2 separate regions of the Pan troglodytes genome follow, and region 1 is linked to region 2. Evidence: chromatin contacts called from public Hi-C data. All regions are on one chromosome and are shown on one strand. The core of a region is the stretch at or near the end of the contact, and the rest is flanking DNA. Distances in the headings are between cores, read along the strand shown.

The links. A called contact is a pair of places that touch in the nucleus more often than the background predicts.
Region 1: a contact with region 2 is called in a Hi-C map of stem cell-derived neural progenitor cells, with 4 times the contacts expected there. The contact joins the enhancer-like site here to the promoter of LHX2 in region 2. A contact is called at or near these places in 1 of 7 Hi-C or Micro-C datasets (stem cell-derived neural progenitor cells) and 1 of 1 datasets of contacts at active chromatin or transcription factors (stem cell-derived excitatory neurons).

What each region holds. Positions count from the first base shown.
Region 1 is chr11:14,669,304-14,672,003 of NHGRI_mPanTro3-v2.0_pri, forward strand. All of the region lies in intron 3 of DENND1A (DENN domain containing 1A), which reads left to right. Among named protein-coding and RNA genes, the nearest start is that of DENND1A, 150 kb to the left of the region's middle. Within about 2 kb of position 1,363, at least 6 of the 24 cell types and tissues checked have an H3K27ac peak or open chromatin away from gene starts, as enhancers often do. A contact at or near this core is called in stem cell-derived neural progenitor cells, where this site is marked.
Region 2 is chr11:14,443,927-14,446,626 of NHGRI_mPanTro3-v2.0_pri, forward strand. It overlaps LHX2 (LIM homeobox 2), which reads right to left and starts at 1,450. Exons shown (of 5, transcript XM_016961627.3): 1 at 587-1,450. The coding sequence starts at 706.

The DNA.
Region 1 (2,700 bases), core at 113-2,612, 230 kb after region 2:
CCCGCAAAGCCTAAAATATTTACAATCTGGCCCTTTTGAGAAAAGTTTGCCGGCTCCTTCCTTAGGTTATAAGTTACACATGAAAGGAATCCAAAATTTCATAGGATAAGCTCAAACTGATGACTTCAATTCCAGAATGTCTTAACACTTTGAAAGAGTGACTTACCTGTTGAATCAGGAGAACACATTTTTGGTGGTGAAATGAAGACTTGATTGAAAGACTGCCTTGTATGATTTGACAGTACAGTCAGATGGTAAAAGAACTTCTGTACTGTATGATGTTTCAGAATAGTTCTGTAAAGTGTCTGAATGTACTCTGGTACCATTGTTGTGTTTAATTTGTCCGAGGCAGCCTCAGGTAAACACTAGAATCTGTTTGTTGCAGCAAGATATGCAAAGTAAAATGAAATATGTATGTGAGATTGTATTATTTTATTGTATTTTGCTGGACTTCTGAAGGGACTTTTTTTTCTACTTGCAAAAAATTAAAACCCTTGAGTGTTAGATGTTAGAAAACTTTTTGAATTATATAATTTCTTTATTTCAGTAGTGTTTCATATCACCTCCTTCTGTCTTTGTAATGAAATGTCATCAATCTGTTCTGAGCATAATTTTTTTCAGTTCTGAATCCTCCTTATCCTCCTTATATCTTCCTATTCTTTCTATCAGAATCTGCAAGTTGTAGGAAATAAAAGTTGATTTGAAACAGTTCTGTAACACTAAACAGATGACTGTTTAGTGAGACGTTCTAATCAATTGCTAAATAATTCTCTCTCAAAAGCAGATTTGATATTTACATTTTGATTTTCATATTCTGCTCACAGTGTTTGTTGACGGTGGCTAACATTCCCTGCCACTGGATAAATAAAGCCTATTATTTCCTTTTCAACATTTTAGGCTATTATTCTCATACAAGAGCTAATAAGCAGAAGGTTAGGTATATTACCAAACTATGATCCTGTCTATCAGAAGAAACCAGGAACCTTGATTAATATGCCTTGTTAACTGATGATTTCAGTTCCATATTGGTAGTGCTAGAATAATTTGTATAAACCAAGCAGTACAGATTCCTTATTTTAGCACTAAGACTTACAAAAGCTTCTTTTAGCAGCCTTTAATTTTGTACTTATGTATGTGACATAGCCTGTGGCTGTGATAGCTACTGTGAAGCTGCAGTTGTTTTGGGATGAAAGGAAGAGGCAGCTGGAAACTCGGTAGCTACATCTAGCTGTCTACCTAGAGAAGGCCTTGATTTCAAGTTTATCTAAACAAGCTCGACTAATCCCAACTATCTAGGGGGATCCACTGTCAAAACAAGCAGCGTGGCCCTGAGGCAAACACAGCTATACAGAAATGAAGGCTGGGGCTTCCAATACTCCAATGACTGCATACTGGAGGCCTTTTTCCCCCCTGAAAGAGGGTAAGAGAGGTAGAATTTGCATAATGCCTTTTCATTGGAAACTTTTGGAAAGCTGACAGACCTTCAGCTTATAGATCTGTAGCCACAATACAGAGTCTATAGGAGAATCCTTGAATGACCTAACCATATTGAAAGAAAATATAAAAGCGTCCAAGTATAGCCAAGTGAGAGAGGAAAAGAGGCTGATGCATTGTCTAACATCTGCTGTACTTCTCGTTAGTTTTGTTCTTTGCTATTCTGTGTGGACTTTGGAGAAGCCTAAGACAGCCTAACATGAATCCTATAATCTTCCTTCTGAATATTTATGTAGCGTGCCAGCTTCTAAGCTGTCCTTTGCGTTTTCCTACTTCCCCCTCATTTTCATGCTCTCAAATGAGGCCAACATTTCAAAAGCTAAATAAATGTTTGTGAATGTTTATAAAAGATTTGCATAAATTTGTCCTTGTCTGACAAAGATCACTTTTTTCTTATGCCAGTTCTGAAAAAAAATTTTTTTAAGGTTTTGGTGCTTGTCTTGACAACAGAGTCCTGCATCCCAGAACAATGATTGCTGATTAAGTGGGTATGCAATTGTGACTGAATAGGCTTTCAAGATTCTGAGTAAAAAGACCTATCATCTGAAGGCTGAATTATAGAATTTAGAAAATGTTATCAGAAGTACACATTTAAATCTATTTTTTGGTACCATATCATTAGGTAAGACAAAGCATTCTTACAAGTTAAAAGTATAGCCACCCATGGTTTAAAAAATTATCCTGTATAAATTTTAATAATTAGAATGTTTCAATAACTCAGTATATCACTTTTCTTCCCTATGTTTGAACATATTTAAAAATAATTTTTAGACCTTTAGGTACTTTTTGGAAACTGTAACTCTACCAGTTGTATGCGTTAATACGGTTACTGGGGTGGTGATCAGAGGGAATTTACCAGGCAGTCCTTTAAGATATCTGAATGCTCAATCATACCTTGAGAAAATATAAACTACATGAAGTATGTGTTAGGGCTTAATTATAGGACACACATACACAGCGCCCAGACACTTATGCCACCGACGGGTGTTTGCTGAATTCATTTATCTTTTAAAATGAGAATGGATTTTGTGGGGTGGCAGGGGAAGTTGTGGGTAGAGGTGCTAATTTAGTTCAGAGATATTTGAAGATTGGCAGGAGAGAGAGGTAACAGCCAGTTCTGTTAGTCCTTTGGTTGTATTGGTTTAGAGGTTTAAGTTGTCATTAAGGCACAAACTAGAGCCACTTCTCTGACACAGTTTTTATCAC
Region 2 (2,700 bases), core at 200-2,699:
GAGGGCCAGGCCGGAGCCTGAACTCCCAGCCCTGGCCTGGCTAAGTCTGACCAGTCAAGGGTCTGGGGACGCGATCAACGACAAATGTTGGCGCCGAAGACTTCGGCCTCTGAAACCACGCTGGGGGTTGAGGAGGATCCCCGATTGCCGGAAAGCTGGGAGCGGCCCAAGCCGGCTGGAGCTCCAATGCTCCCAGCTGGTTCGCCCTTCCCTGGCGCCGCTTGCGGCGCCGCCAGCAACCGGAGCCGAGAGGTGGAGGAGAGCGCGGGGCTGTCGACCCCGGCACCGGGCAAGGTGAGAAGGGAGCCGCCCCGGGCCGCGGATGGGACTTCGCTTCCAGTTCGGAAGAAACGCTCTCCTCTACCCCCAGGGCCGAGATTTCGGTTTCAACCTTGTTTCCCTTCTGCGTCCCAGCAGCCGGGTTTCCCCCGAACCGGGAGCCACCGGCCTTGCATTCTGACCGAGGATCCCCAGCACCCAGTCCCGTGCGGCACGAAGGACGCTCCCCAAACTTCGGGGAGCAGAGGCGCTGACTGGCCCGGCCCCATCCCAGCTCTCAGCCCCGACCCCACAGCCGCGCGCCTACCGTCTCGGTGTCGCCGCGGTCGATGGCGGAGCTGATGGCGGGAGCCTCGCTCTTGGCCCTGCGGTCCATCTCGTCGATGACCCCGTGCACCTCGGGGCCCGACAGACTGTGGAACAGCATCGCGGCGGGACCGGCGGGGCCGGGGGCGCGGCTCCTCCGAGGGAGGGCTTGCCCCCCGCCTCAGCTGCCTGGCGCTCCTGGCGCTAACGGGCCCGGTGCATCGCCACCGCGGCCCCGGCCCCGCCCGAGCTCGGCTGAGCCCCCAGGCCGGGCTCCGGGCCCCGGGCGCTCGCGGGGCAGGACGCCTCCCGCCGAGGCGCGGGGGCAGCTACATTGCGGGGCGCCTGGGCGACGGCGCCAAAGCCAGGGTCACAAGGGCACGGGACAAGCGGGGCGGGGGGAGCAGGAGACTAGGGCAGAGGTCGGCGCCCGCCGCGGGCGCTTTCACGCCGCGGGCATCGCCCGCCCGGCTTCAGCGCCCGGGGCGCAAAGCAAGGGCGCAAACTCTGCCCGAGGCGGCGACGGCTGCGGTCGGGGTTCACCCAGAAGCTGCTAGGTGTCCGCGGCGGCCCAGCTGCCTGGACCCCTCCCCTCCCTGGCGTGCGCCCCCAGCCCAAGGCGACCCTCTTGGGCGCTGAGTCGGCGACTGGAGTAGGGGTTTCTCCGAAGCCTGCGAGCCGAGTCGAGCCACCGGGAGAATTGAAGAGGAGGAGGAAGAGGAGGAGGAGGAGGCGGAGGAGGAGGTGGAGGAGGAGAAAAAAGAGGAGGAGCAGAGTGGGAGGAGGAGCCGCCGGCCGCGGGCCCAGCCGCGCGCAATGCTCTCCAAGCGCGCGCCTAGCCCAGCCCCGGCTCTGCAGTCCGCGCCAGCGCAAGCCTCCGCGCCTTTTCTACAGCCGCGCCTGACATCACGTCCTGCCGCCGTGCCATTGGCCGCTCGGCGCCCCAGGCCCTGGCAGCGCGTGCTCCGGGAAGGCGGGAGACCCAAGAGGGAGGGGAGAGGCAAGAGGAGCAGAGGAGAGTCGAGATGGTGGGAGCTGGTGGGCGAGGCTGGAGGGCGGGGGTGGGAGGGAGGCAGGGAGGAGGGAGAGCGCGGGGTTTGGAGTTTTTAAGATACGAACAGCTTCCTGCGATATCTTCAGAAAGGAAAATTAAACCCTCTATCCTAAGAAGGCGCAGCAAGGGGATGCTCGTCTCACTGCGGTCTCCCTTCGGCCTGGAGCCGCGGCCTCAGGCACCCGCCTGGGAGGCCCGGGAAGGCAGGCCTGTGGCAGAGTTGCAAGAGCCTTCGGCCGGCCGTTTCCCATCGAGCTCCGCCTTCGGCCCGGGCTCTGCACAGCGGGCTGCAGGCGGCCGTGCAAGCCTCCTGGGTACCCGGCAGAGCCTGAGTGGCGAGACCGGCGAGAGCTGTGACTCCCGGGGAGGGGGGCCAGCCAGCATATCCACGCTCCAAGCCCGCTAGGGCCCAATCTGCAGCCCAGCATGTAGCTTCTCGCTCTTCCCGGTCTCTCCCCAGCCTGGAAGAGTGGGGGCGAGCATGGCTTTAGGAACTCAGAAAGGCCAGGGTTCGAATCCTAGCTCTGCCATTTACATGCACTGTAACCTTAGGCAGTGACTTATCCTCCCTTAGCCTGTTTCTGACCTTTATAATGGGCGACAAGAAGCTCTCCTCCGCATGGACGTGATGATTGAAAGAGACTGTGGATGTAAAATGCCTGGAACATAGTAGGCACTTAGCAAATTGTTTCATCACTCCCTCTTGCTCCTTTTCCATTAAAAACTTTCTCACTCCAAGACACATTCGATATCAGTGAGGTTCTTAAAAACCACAGGCCTATTCTCTGCCCACTGGGCACACCATGTCTCAGACCCCGCTGATGGCGCGAGTCCTCCTTACCCGCCTGGCTGCACCACCTCCCCAGGGGCCAACAAAGTAGCGTGCTGGGTAAATCCCAACTGCTACCCCCAGCCTCCAGGTTTCAGGCTCACCCTAGAGTCTCCTGGGGACTGGAGGGAAATACCCAGGTGTCTGGTGGGGGAGGGATTTAGGAAATAAAATGATTGTAGACAAAAACTGAATAAGCACTTCGGTTACAGAGTCCCATCTGGGTCTGCTT